2 separate regions of the Gossypium hirsutum genome follow, and region 2 is linked to region 1. A link is a contact called in public Hi-C data. All regions are on one chromosome and are shown on one strand. Each heading gives the region's core, a stretch centred on a gene start, on an enhancer-like site or on the middle of the called end of the contact. The rest is flanking DNA. Distances are from core to core; before and after follow the strand shown.

What was found. A called contact is a pair of places that touch in the nucleus more often than the background predicts.
Region 2: a Hi-C map of leaf shows a contact between it and region 1, with 1.6 times the contacts expected there. The contact joins the promoter of LOC107950370 here to the promoter of LOC107950378 in region 1. A contact is called at or near these places in 2 of 34 Hi-C or Micro-C datasets (leaf and an unstated tissue).

What each region holds. Positions count from the first base shown.
Region 1 is chrD03:6,455,227-6,462,551 of Gossypium_hirsutum_v2.1, forward strand. It overlaps LOC107950378 (protein CPR-5), which reads right to left and starts at 4,638. Exons shown (of 6, transcript XR_005911117.1): 1 at 4,147-4,638; 2 at 3,303-3,359; 3 at 3,161-3,196; 4 at 2,302-3,018; 5 at 958-1,618; 6 at 392-758. It overlaps LOC107950377 (probable inactive receptor kinase At5g10020), which reads left to right. Exons shown (of 3, transcript XM_016885224.2): 3 at 1-267. The coding sequence ends at 84. LOC107950379 (nuclear transcription factor Y subunit B-3) reads right to left here. Exons shown (of 1, transcript XM_016885226.2): 1 at 7,263-7,325.
Region 2 is chrD03:6,658,851-6,666,039 of Gossypium_hirsutum_v2.1, forward strand. LOC107950370 (cytochrome P450 78A7) reads right to left here and starts at 4,091. Exons shown (of 2, transcript XM_016885210.2): 1 at 3,013-4,091; 2 at 2,077-2,914. The coding sequence starts at 4,005. The coding sequence ends at 2,294.

The sequences.
Region 1 (7,325 bases), core at 3,388-5,887:
ATATCACTGAGGTGTATTCTTCCGGTAAATGAGAGACCTAACATCAGACAAGTATATGAAGATCTCTGTTCGATATCCCTTTGAAATTTTGTACATTCGTCTTGGAATTCATTTTTATCATTCCTTGACCACATTGTTGGGTTTCCTTTTTTTTCTTCATATATTATTATTTTTTCTTGTGATTTTGGGGTAATTAAGTTGTCAGATTTGTTTTTTGTTTCTTGAAAATTTTCTTGTAAAGTGAATGTGACTACCATCCATTGATTATTTGACAGCGTATCCTGTTTAATCCTCACTTGAAAGGGTTGCATTCCAGGGAAAATCAGTTTGCAAAGTTCGTAGTCTTGACCCTTCTTTTGCAAAAATTTCTCATATTAAGAACAAACATCCATGCACAAAAGGCAACTGCTGATTTCATAATTAATATAATTTAATAAATAATGTTAAAAGTACAATGGTTTGATACACGGTCCAAAATGCCTCTTCAACCTCAACTTTCTGTAGGTAAGAGAATACCTGCTGGACGTGACAATCGCAGAGGTACAAAATAGAATGAAGCAAGACGACCTAAAATAATGCTCTAATAAATTACCTCAGAGCCCACAAACTTTTCCGGCTGACAACGATGCAGCACTTTGACATCTAGTCCAAAATAATTATTCCATAAGTTGAACAACAAGCTCACAAGCACTTTAAAATTCGCAGCAGCCAATTCAACTCTCCAAACTCTAGATTTCCTCTCCATTATCGAGAACCAGCTGCAAGAAGTGATCTTTCCACTCAAACAGGTATAATTTAATAAATAATGTTAAAAGTACAATGGTTTGATACACGGTCCAAAATGCCTCTTCAACCTCAACTTTCTGTAGGTAAGAGAATACCTGCTGGACGTGACAATCGCAGAGGTACAAAATAGAATGAAGCAAGACGACCTAAAATAATGCTCTAATAAATTACCTCAGAGCCCACAAACTTTTCCGGCTGACAACGATGCAACACTTTGACATCTAGTCCAAAATAATTATTCCATAAGTTGAACAAGAAGCTCACAAGCACTTTAAAATTCGCAGCAGCCAATTCAACTCTCCAAACTCTAGATTTCCTCTCCATTATCGAGAACCAGCTGCAAGAAGTGATCTTTCCACTCAAACAGGCCCGCGAAAGGCATAAGACCGCACAATAAGGGAAGAATGAAAAGCATAATAGAATAGAAGAGTGATCTCCGAATCCAGTATGGAAGAAGTGTGCTGCTTGTCCTTTGTGATATGTTAACAGGTCCATGAAGAATGATGAACAACATGGACGTAAAGACATTTGCGAGGAAATGCAAAAAGCATAGAATCTCCCAGTAGAAGACCCAGTAATATCCATTTCCTCCTAAAGTATCCACACAGAACTTCCCAGCCAAACCACAGACAATTCCTAACAGCAACAGTAAAAAAGTGACTGGCATCGTCTGATTTGAAGTTCCAGATCGTTGTATAAGCAAATAAGCTACTGCAAGAATCAGCATGACCCCGAACATCATTCGGCTTACAACTTGAACCTGGCACTTGAGAGTGTGGAACCCTATATTGAGAGATGACACCTGCTTTGGGATCCACCAAGACTTGCTATCCTGGGAAAAAAACGAAAGCATCATATAAATATTTTTGGAACGTTAAAAGTAACCTTAGAGGGGAAACATCCCAAACAGAAATAATTTATTATGAATGGTCTGATATCATCAGGCACTTAATGTCAAGAGATAATATTCAAACAGATAATTATCTAGAACAGAGGAAAGGAAACAGATGAACGTTGGAGATGTATACATGCATCAAACCTAATGATAAATTATTGCTATCAAAATTTAGAAAGATAAACACCATATGATAAACAGTGGCAGTCTCTGTAAAAATGTTTTCTTACACTCCATTCTAGTCTTTGGCAACTGAACAACCATGTTAATTCCAGAACCACTCATCAATCATTTGCCCCCCCCCCCCAAAACCACATTCTTAATTCCTACAGACCAGAAGGCTACGTAAATTTTCCACATGAAGCTACAGAGTAAGCAACTAGATAATTCACTCAGAAAGCAGCAACCAAAAGAGAAACTTCCATATGGTGTTTTGAGGGATTACTTTTCATGGCTCCACAACCTAGTTAAGGAGATGACCAAACACAAGAATCAATATTAAAAGGCACCTAACCTAATAGTCAAATAAATCAAAAGAAAGGAAAACACTGAGCTTCTATAACACAAGAAAATCAAGGGAGGAAATTGATCAACTGAAGCCAGGAAGAGATCGTCCTTACCTCAAGTGAAAGATTACAAGATGATGTAGCATCAGTAATCCTTTTGTAAGAGTAAACATAAGCACCATACATAAGAAGAAATGACATGATGAGCAATCCAGCAACAAGACAATCGATGCACTTTTTAAGCAACTCAGCCTGTCCTGTGTCTTTTAGTTCGTTCTTGAACTTTTCAGCTTTGAAGGATGCCTTTGATATGCCCATTGCCAATTTTGATCTCTCTAGATGGTTTGAATCAAAGTTTAAAGCTAGCTGTTCCTCTTTCAACTTCAACTTTCTCATAGTAAGACTAAGCTCTAATGTCTTGAGATCATTAGAACGAACTTGCTCTATAACAGATTTCTCGATTGTGCTGCGCACTGACTGGTCGGCAACGGAACCTGTTCTTGGATTGAAGCAAGCCAGTTGATTAACTTGTCCATGAATGACAAGTTCCCGATTCAGGGACCCAGTTTGGATATTCTCCTGTACCTCTTCATGGATATTCAATTGATTCTGAGTTGAAACAGAAGGCCGATCAACATCTGAGTAAGAATCCTTTATGTCAAATGAGTTTCTGCTTCTAGTTTCATCTGAAGAACTTTCCACATTATTGGGGTTTGATGGATGCTTTTCCTTGTGCTTCGATGAGTCATTAATCAATCTAAGAGTCCTCAAGGTGCTTCCAAATGATTTCTCAAAATTCCTCGCAAAACAATCAAACTTGTCTCCAAAAACCTGTAACCAAGTAAACCATAGAAGAAAAAGGCATGTTCTCTATAAGCATCATTGGTGGTGTGATTCCCATAAAAAGGCACGAGGAAACTTAACTTGTAAAATCAGAGTCAGTCTATGAGTCAGCAGTTTAAATCCGGCTTACATTGGCTAAAGATTCTCTGACAGCTGAAGTGCAGATCTGCAAGCATGAAGATTGACCAACTTTTTTAGCAAGCAAGAAACTTTTAACTTCAGTAAAGTAAACCAGCCATCATGAGCATCATGTTAGAGAATTCAGACCATACCAGTGAGAGATAATCAGGAGGCAGCCTTTCATTTGCAACATCTATCTTTTCCAGAACCTATATTTACAAGGATTGATGTCAGCCATAATCAAGCAAAACTAGTGTGAGATCTTTACAAACTGAAGAAAAATGCAAGAATTGCCTTTTAAAAAATGTAGCTTTCTTAAAAAGAATTGGCCATAATTGATGAAGACCAAAACAGAGAAGGGATTTAAACCACCTTGACCCCTCCACTGCATGATAACAAACCAACTAGGCAAGGCAAAGGTTGCTTATTTTAAAGCTATAATCAAAACAGAGAAAATGCGCGCTGCCTTAGCTTTTACCAATAGCCTAGATATAGCTCTATATTGCAACTCAAGCTTCAATGTGCCAGGCAAAAATGAGATACATCAGCCTAGCACTCCCTTTTGCCTGAGGCAATTGCAAACATTAGTGATGCAGTACCTCAGCCATCTATAAAGACTATATCATAAGATATCTTCAAATGGCCAAAACTAAGCATAATCAAAATAATAAATGTGGCATAAACTGTTACAAATTTAAACGTATACGAATCCAAATTCACAACAAACTTAAATATTAGGGGGCAGAGACAATCACAATGTAAAAAAATTAAAACCATTTTTCCAAATTGTTATATAAAAAACGAGAATTTAACTTTAAAAAATCCCCCCCAATAAAAAACCTACGTTTCCACTTCCACCAGAATTCTAAAAATGTCCAGAAAATTCAACTGAATTATCAACAATTCTATCAAATGAGAACCTATACAATACAATTTCCTGACTAGCATTAGGGCTAAAATATTTAAAAGAAAGAAAAGAATGAAACTTGATCGAACCTGAGCAACAACGGCCGCGAAGGACATTCCTAGAGGCAGCGCAATGGAGTCAACGTCACGAACGTCGGCTCGCCGAACTGGACCGAACCGAACCCTAAGATTCCGGCGTTTAGACGACAAACGCATTCCTTTCTGAACAGAAGAGGAATAAGCAGAGCAAGAAGAAGATGAGGGTGCATCTCTGTCAACAGTTTTCCTCCTCTTCTTTCTGATGAGGGGCTTCGAAGATGGAATATGATTATCGAGTGTTGGATTCGAATCATGTTTGTACGGAATAATGGACGCGCACGCAGAGGATCCGTTAGGTTGCAGAGAAAGAGGGGAAGAAGAAGGCGGCATAGCGTCCATTGGGGGAAAACGTACGGAATTTCCAGAAACAGTGCCCTGGGCATAATCAAAAAGGTAGATGTGAGAAACGGCGTTTGAAACGACGCCGTGGGAACATTTGAATTTTCGTCTAACCGTGTTATAGAAGCTGTTTTAACAAATCCATCCAATATTTTTGCTGTCATTCAATTTAAAAGCTAGGATCGGTTCGGTGCCTTGCCTCTTCAATTACTTAAATTATTATTATTTATTTCGTAATTAGCTTTTTTGGACTTCAACATTCACCATTTTTTTAATCCAATTTTTTACGAAAATTTTGATATTCTATCTCAACTTTAGTATAAATCTTTCAATTACTAAATTTCTTCGTAAATATGAAAATGTAAGTTGATAAGTTTAACTTAAGATCTGACATCTATGAATCTCAACTTTTATTAATATCAATGAGTTGAGGTGGGTTTGGATGGGCGATTGGGTGTGGTGCGGTGCGTTTAGTTTACTTTTTGTCTCACGCTACAGTATTTAATTTCACCGCTATCGCTGTTTTTACACCAACTGCAGGTAAGCGCACTGCCCATCCAAACTCACACATAGTTTTATTTATTTAAATAGACTTTAACTTTTATTGGTGTCAAGTTTAGTTTAATATTTTGACTTTTTTTTTCTCTCTAAATATATAAAAGGCAAAACTTTAACTATAAGTTCACTCGTATTGTTACTTCAATGGGAAAAAAGTCCTAAAAGGTTTAAGAAAATTGTTGAGAGCTTGACTCTAGTTATAGATGAAAGCATGAGCATAAAAGACACCTAAAATACTATGTGATTGGAAAATTTTCAAATTTCACTCGTCTAAAACAAAATAGAAAAAAGATGAAAATTTAATTTCTCTACAAATGAAAATATATAAAACAGAACTCCACATCAATTAAAGTTAATATATAAAGCGAAATTCGACATCCATAGGTGTTGAAGTCTAAAGTCAGACTTATTTGCTAACATTCTTTTTCTTGTCCCATAATGCTAAACTTTGAGTCTCGTAAGTATTGAAATACTCTTCCAAATAAATATTTTGAAAAATAACTTTGCCTAAAACCTATTTTAATAAATAATGTTCAAATCTATAATATATATATATAAACCCAACTATCATTTTTTGGATTTAAACTGTTTTTCTAATCAAATAAAAAAAATTACTTTCCAAAACTGTTTGAATGTCAAATTAAAAAGAAATATATATTATTTATATAATTAAAAATTATTATTTTGGTAAGGGAAATAACTAGTGATGAGATTAAGGCTTGTATGTTTGAGCAAGAAAGCAATAAAACCCCAGGACCTGCTTTACTTCTTACTTTTCTAAGACAACTTAAATGATAAAACAATTTTGTTTTAGACATTATCCCCTCAATCAGAGTGCCTTTGTTCATCACTTACAACATTTTGATGGCTCATTCAGAGAGCATTTGATTCACTAAATTGAGATTGTAGGGAGAATGAAACAAGAAACCATCTTTTCTTTAGAGTACCAATACTCAAAGAAAATTTGGGAAAAGGTACTTAATCATTGTTGTATTCAAAAAACTACAATGAATTGGTAGCAAGTGCTTTGTTGGCTATGCTAATCTTTTCAAGTCAATGAGGTTGTTATTTTGGGTTATATTCAGGACACTGTACAAGCTCCATTGTGGGGGAAGAGTGTTAATAGAGTGGATGATGTTAATATGCAATAGGTTGTTAATAACTGGGGTCACTCCGGAGGGTTTGGATAAAAATATAAATTTGTAAAATGAGTTTGGGTAAATAAAAAAAAAGATCTGTTTAGAAAATGAATCGAACCTCGGGGAAGATTTTTTTGTTACTATTTTAGAGACATTTGGTTGTTAAGTTTTAAGGATAAAGATTTTTTAAATTTATTTTCAATTTGGTGGGAACTTTATTTTAAGGTTTTTGATGTATTATATAGTTTAATTTATTTATATAAAAAATAAAATAATTAATACGGGGCCGAGCCCAGGTTTAGCATCTATAATCCAGATCAGGTTTGGACAAAAAATTAAGTCTATTTTTCAAGTCGGGCTCATGCCTATCGAACGGGTCTAGAATTTTATTTGGTCTCAACCCGACCCATGAATTGGTCTAGATAGGAGTCTACTAATTATTATAGAGAATTCATTCAATTGTTCTAATTTTATTTTTTTAAATTAAATTATTTTAATTACTTATTATGGCAAAAAAAAGAATCTTAAACACTTTTACCTTTGCTTTTGATTTTGTAATCAATTTATTCAATAAAATTTCTAGAATAAATTTTATTATGAAACATAAAATTGAATGATGATTACATTCCAACCAACTCTGAGACATGAAACGGAGAGATAAATTATAGGATCTCTCCTTTAATTCCTACCGATTTCTAATATTTAATAGTATAAATTATATTTAATTTTTATAATTTATTAAACATATTTTATAATTTAAATTCAATATTTAATTTTTCAAATTATCTTAATTGTTTATAGATTAAAAGGGAAATATGAAAATGTTATAATAAAGCTGATAATAGCAAAATTAGTTGAGAAAAAGAGAAGAGGAGATTTTGTCTAACAAAAGAAGGGCAAATAATTTCTCAAACTGCCCTAAACCAACTCCATTTACTGACCCTAAAATTTCTGCTTCCCATTTGGGCATCCCAATCTCATGTTAGAATTCATCTTTCTAACTCCAAACTCTCACCAACTTTCGTTTTTATATAAAATGAAAAGCTAAAACTCAGATTCTATACCAACTAATTAACTCTGCATTTCAACATTAACTTTATTAACAAAACTTCTAATAAACCTTTAAATACAGTC
Region 2 (7,189 bases), core at 2,841-5,340, 200 kb after region 1:
TCATCTATATGGTATATTATTTACATAATATATTTATTTTTTATTGTTTTTCTCTTTTCTTTTTAGTGTATTAATTGAAATTTTTAAAAAGAATAAATACATGAATATTGTCTTTTATTTAATAAAGATAAATTCATATATCATCATTATATTTCTAATGAAGTAAACGTGATAATGTAATATTATTAGAATGTTAACCAATACCTCTAAATATATATCAAACATTATAAAATAATTTTCCCGATAATCATATTCCATTGAAATCATAATATAGAAAAGTCACGAGTGTTAAAAAGTATATGTTGTATAGGATGAGAATTCCATTGAGAGGACCACGCATTCTATGCTGTGTATTCATCGAAATGTTATGAGAAAACGTGAAATGTGAGATAAAACGTAATTGGAAGAAATACAGACCGCAATGCGTTTAAAATAAAAATAAAAATAAAAATAGTAATATTTTATTTTAGGGTCTAAATCAAGCACTTCGTATTTTAATATTTTAAGCCACTGCATGAAATGTGCGTGCACCAGAGGCGGTTAAGTCCCCTAGGAATGGCTGATTTCGGAGGCTCTCCGGCGTTATTTGCATTCCCTCTTGCAACTCATCAATTTTTAATTACTCAATTTCATTTCAAAATTCCTCTTAATTATTTGATTTGATACACATTATCCCACTATAAGAAAAATAATTTTTTTAATTACAATATATACTTTTTAAATTTTATTTTATTAAAATTATTTATAAAATTTTACAAATATATTTTTATATTAATTTTATAATTCTTTTTAAATTTGTAAAATTCAAATTTCCTATTTTTCCTAAATTAATTATTTATCCAAACAAAGCAATAACAATTGGTAGCATTTTGAATCGATGAATTCTAAAATACTAGCATTTAAAAATCTAAAAAATTTTAAAATTCTTCATCCAAACAGTTCATAATATTTTAAAGTTCAAATCTCACCAAAATAATATTTTATAAAAAATATTTTTAAAATTAAAAATACAAGAATATCATCTTAAAATTTGTTAATTTATAAAAACAATGAACTTTTAATCATTTCTCAATTAAATTGATCTTTAATTATAATCATAGTCAAAATAATTATATCTCATAAAAATTAGTAATAACTACCTAACTTAGACACATGACACCACAAGAAATTACCTGAGAAGAACCTTCAAATGGCGCTCCACCTCACATCAATCGTTTGATCACTAAGTTAGTGACCAGCCATCCGTGCATCTCACCTTTCACCAAGCCACTTGCTTTTAGTGGAACTCCTAGGGGACCACTAAAGCAAAACAACCTTGTACTACCTCAAAAAAGAAAATGTTAGGGTTGTACCTCGCTTGACGACAACTTACGTAGAGCAGCCTTGTCACTTGATCGACCACACGATCACCATGCTCCGAGTTTGTTAGTGACATGACACTATTGGGAAAGAGACCCTTCCCCTATATATATAGGGTACAAGGAACAATAAAGAAGAGATCTTTTTCCCCATCAATAACCCTAAGCAATATCCTCAGTAATTTACCTTACATCCTTACTTTTTCAAAGCTCCGCCTGTTTAGGTGAACTGGCCTCCTTAACACTATCATGTTCTCTTTCTTATCTCCTCCCTTGTTGAATATTTGTATCAACTTTTCTACAAAATTCTATCCTAATACAATACAATATAATCTCCAGATATTAAACCTTAATTTGAATAATTTTGTACTTGTTTGATTAGATTTGTCGGTTATTGGAATCGCGGACTGTTACCTAACCATTCTTTATTTTTGGGGTCACCATTTGTACGTAACATATGAACTATTAAATTTATGTATATCAGCAGGAAGAAAATTTTTAACTTGATATATGAACTTAATTTCTTTTACTTTTAGTCGTACTTTATAGAATACTTATTTAGAGAACTCCTCAAGAACATAAATTCATTTCTATCACTTAATCATAATTCATACCATATTCTTTTCACAAAAAACCAGTGATGTAGACACCCAAAAACTTTGCTGTTGTTAATATGTACCCAGTAAGACACAACCTTGAATAAATAATAAATAGAGAATGCAAGCAAAACATCAAATTATAATTTAGGAGCCCACGAAAACTCATTCCAATCCCAAAGCCTAAATATCAAATACCTGCAGGAAATTCGTTTACCCACTATACTAAATATACAGTTTCACATAGAAAATCTCAAAAAAACAAAAACAAAAAAGAACACACTAAATAAAACCAAGAACGATGATAACAGTTAAACCCTAGAAAACTAAAACCCTAGGCTAAGGCAAAAGGGTATCCTCTCTTTCCACAGCAATAGCATGCAATGGGAACTTCATCTCACATGACAGCTTCAGGACCTCACTCAAATCGACCGGGTGAGCCACCGAATCTTGAACCCACTTGAAACCTTGCATCAGCTTGGCTACCCACAGTTGGACCGTCACCAGCCCAAGGTTCTTCCCAGGGCAAACCCTGCGCCCAGCCCCAAAGGGTGCGAGCCTCAAGTCACCGCCTCTTACGTCCACCTCAGCTTCCAGGAACCTCTCCGGCTTGAACTCGACCGGGTCTTTCCACACTTTGGGGTCATGGGTTATGGCCCACATGTTCACCATGGCGGTTGTGTTGGCGGGAACCAGCATCCCGTTGCTGAGCTGGACGTCCGACGTGGACAGCCTAGCCCAAGAAAGCAATGGCCCTGGGGGATGGATCCGTAGGGTTTCTTTGACCACCGCCTGAAGGTAAGGTAATTTCGCCACGTCAGCGTCGGTGAGGGTTTTGTTCCTCGTAGCACTGTCAATTTCAAGTTGCAGCTTGGCTTGTACTTCCGGGTGCAATACCAACTCAGCCATGACCCACTCCGTTAACAAAGCAGTCGTATCAGTTCCTCTGAATATCATTTCCTAACCAAAATTCTCCGACTTAACTCAGTATTTGAACATGCAAATAATAATGATCACATAAAAATTAAAATACTACTATGTTGTTACTATTTACTAACCCATAAAACAGCAACCATGTCATCTTCTTGGAGTTTTTCTTCACCGTCAAGAGAGAGCAAAACATCTACAAAATCAGCATTATCAGACAGCATTTTGGACTTACTGAGTTGTCGGTGTTGTTCAATGATGCCTTTGACGAGTTTCCTAACTCGGGGAACGAGTTGCAAGCAACGTTGATTGATACGAAAGGGATCATAAAAGTAACTCAGCCATGGCAAATAATCAGACCAATTAAAAGCCCCAAGTAGTTCAAACCCTTCTCTTACCATATCCCTAAGCTCTTCTAGTTCTTCACTGTCTTTTCTCTGGTCATATCTTCTGCCAAAAACACTCCCCATGATATTGTTCAAAGCAGCAAACTGGAGGTGTTTTCTTAAGCAAACAGAGCCATGAAGCTTCTGTTCGTTCGCAATGTTGCGCAGCATGACAGTACAGTCAAGCTGGCGACCGGGTTCGTGTGCTAAAATGCGCTTGGGTGCAAAAAGGTGGGAGGAAGCTATCCTTCTCAAAAGCCTCCAATGGGTTCCGTTGGGAGCGAACCCTATGGCTCGACTGAACATGAGGCTTTTAGCGGACTGCTTAATGGGTCGGTCAGCAAAGTGAGGGGAAGTTAAGATTTCTCGAGCCGTGTGGGGATCAGAAGCTACGACCACTGGGGTGGAACCTAGGCTAAAAGCCATGAGCTGAGTATTGGCCCTGGACCAAGCCATGGCGGCAAGCGAACGGTGAGCCAAACCACGACTCAAAGTAAAGAGGCTACCAAAAACAGGGAAACCCCTAGGACCAGGAATAGGAAGGGTACCATTTCGGTTCCTTCCATTTTTCCATGCAATCCCACCAACAGCAAATGCCCAAGAAAAAAGGGCAATGGAAAGAAATGCCATAAAGAGGGAAAACAAAACATACCCATCGAACAAATTTTTGGATCCAAAGAAAGCTGGAAGAGTGTAAACCCACCAGCTTGTATCTTTTGAAACCGAACCCAACTCCATTAAAGAACAAAGACTAAAAAAAAGGAAGTAAGATGCTTAACTTTATGCAGAGTAGAAAAAGAAAGAAAGGGGTGGATACTATATATAATATAGAAATATGTTTGGTGATTATTTAAATATGTTAATATAATATTATTATGTAGAAAGCGTTAAAAAAATGGATGTGACATAACGAAAGGAGAGGAAGGAAGGGGGAGAGTTTCACGTGGAGAGAGGAAAACGAAGAGCTCTGTTGCATGAGAGAGAGAAGGGTTGGAAATCTGAGAACGAATTGTGTGGAGGGGGTTGAGGAAGGGACGTTATGACCATATCTGATACATGTTTAACGGTGGGCGCGCATACTATACTATAGACTTTAGTAGAAAGCAATGATTGAGACTGTGAGACCCGAGGGAAAGGAGAGCAATAAATGAGAGACCCCGCCCCCCCCTGAGGTTGAAAACGGCGACCCAATGAACTGAAAGGGAAATAACGCTTAAGGCCGTTCAAGCGTTCGAGTAATATAACGCATTGAGAGCTGTGACGGTTTGAATTTAATGCCTAAGCTTTACAATATATGCAGTCCCGGCCGCAGCCTTTAACATGCATCAGTGGAGAATGAGATGGCTCAAACACATTATATTGAATGCGCTCCCGGTTATTAACTGCAATGCTAAAACCACAAGTTGTATTTTTTTAGTCAAACTCAAGTTCTACGTTGTCGGTAGTGATTAATTTCTTTGCATATAAGTTTTTTTTTTCGAAATCAAAATGTTCACTATTATTTTAGTGATTAATATATTCGTCACAAGTGCTCTTCAAAGAGATAAATGATTGGTTATGAAATATGCTTCATTCGGTAAAAATCGAACTCTCAACCTTATAATTTAGGAATGAGGTAAATCACCACACCACATTTCATGATTAATCAAAAAAATTATATTTTTATCGTCTTTGTAATGTAAAATTTTGCCCCATACTTTGCACATAAACTGTTACTATTATAGACTAATCCTAAACATAAAGCTGGACACTAGTTAATAATTAAAAGATAATATAATTGGCTCTATTAACTCAAGATTTTGTAACTAACATATCAGTGGTCGAAACAAAAATAAAATGTTGAATAAGTACATGTACTAGCATAACTAGTGCATGTATTAAGCTAATTTTTTTAAATAAAATATGATAATAGTATTATTTTTAATTATCAATCATTTTAATTAACATAATATTTTTTATTATTATAAATTAAAGATGATATAGTTATCTTAAAAAACAATTAAAATTTAAATCTATTAACTCAAGATTTTATAACTAACATATCAGTGCTCCAATCTAAACAACCGTTCTATCTTCATTAGTTTTAGGACCTCTCTCCTTTGTATCAAAATGAAGTGTTGAATAAGTACATGTACTAGCATAAATAAAATGTTGAATTAGCACTTGTTCTGACCTAATTTTCATTTGAATAGAATATGGTAGTAGTAAATTTTTTAATTACCAATAATTTTAATTAATATATTAGTTTTTATTCTTGTAAATTTGGAGAAGTAAATAGATGATTAAGGACTCAAACCTTGATATATAATGTCTAAATAAAAATAATTTTACTCTTTTTTATCAACTTGATAAATGATTCTATAGAAAACTTTTGTTAAATGAATGTTATATATAATGTTTAAAATCAAAGCTTCTAAAAAAAAAACAAACAAATACGTGGAGGGTCTATTTTTTTGACATATGTATGTCTTAAAATTTCACAATGTGTTATCAAGTGGATGCCATCAAAATCAAAATAAGTTTGATATATTTTAGGACTCTCATGTTCATTAAACGTAGAGTTTCATTTCATTTGTACTCATTATATCTATGAAAATAAATTTTAGATAAGTATCATAATAATTCCCTATTTTGATTAATAAAATACTATATTTCTTTTACACTTTTTTTTTGTTCTTTCTCTTTATTTTTATAACACGTTACAAGAATAATTGTTTCTTTTTTCACGATTGTTGTTACTTTTTTCTCTTTCAACTGAAAGATTCTTAAGCCAACTATTCAAAATTCCAGAATTTTTCTACCTTAGCGAAGCCTTGAGCTTGCTTCCCCTTATAATATTCTTGCTTTTCTACCTTAGTCATTCATTCGCCCTACGAGAATCTAAACCTTTTTCTTAAATTTCTTTTATAAAACCCTTTTACTGCGGCATATTAGGAGTAAATACAGTTTCAGTTATTAGTTATTGTTAGTTATGATTAGTTATAAAGCTGTTAGTAACGGTAGTTATCAAGGACTTCTCATCTTTGTATTAAATACATGTAACTAGTTTGTGAAGAAATCAATCAAGTATTATTCTCTTTTCTTGAGATTGTTGAATCTTAGCATGGTATCAAGAGCCAAGGTTTTCTTGGTGTAAAAGTTTTTTTTCATGGCTACTAATGCGATTTCAGACAGTGTACCAGCAGTTGACACACCACGTCACTCCTCTAACACTAGGGAGGCTGAGCATTTGCAAGGAAATGACACCTTTTGTGCACCAGCAGTTCACTACTTCTCTAAATATGATACCATCAAACTTGCTTCACACAATTTTCTTTTATGGAAGCATCAGCTTTTGTTGATTCTTGAAGGCTATGGTCTTGAAGGGTTTGTGTTAGGTACCATTCCCTCTCTTCCTCCTCTTGTTATTGGTTCTGAAGGTCAGCAACGTAAAAATCCCGCTTTTCTTGTCCATAGGAAGCAAGTTAAGTTTCTAGATTCTTGGTTGTTGTCCACTGTTACAGATGATATTTTAGTTCATCTTACAACTGCCAAAACAAGTTTTGATATATGGACTGCCATTGAAAGAAGATTTAGTGCAAAATCGACCATTAAGGTCTCGAGCATGCGTCATGCTCTGTACTCACTCAAGAAAGCAAATCTTTTTGTTAAAGAGTATGTGTCCAAGGTAAAACAACTTAGTGATAATTTGAATGATGCTGGTAGCTTTGTCTTTAAGCAAGAACAAGTGAGTGTCATATTGGCTGGTATTTTAATCGAGTTCGAATCTATTCGGGTGTTTGCCTCAGCCACTCGTTTATCTCTTGATTTGTTGACTGAGATGTTACTTGATTGTGAAGCAAGATAACTAGAGTTGTTAACAGAAGTTCCCTGCCAAGCTAATTTGGCGTCTAGACAGCAAGACAATGAGGTTGGCTTGAAA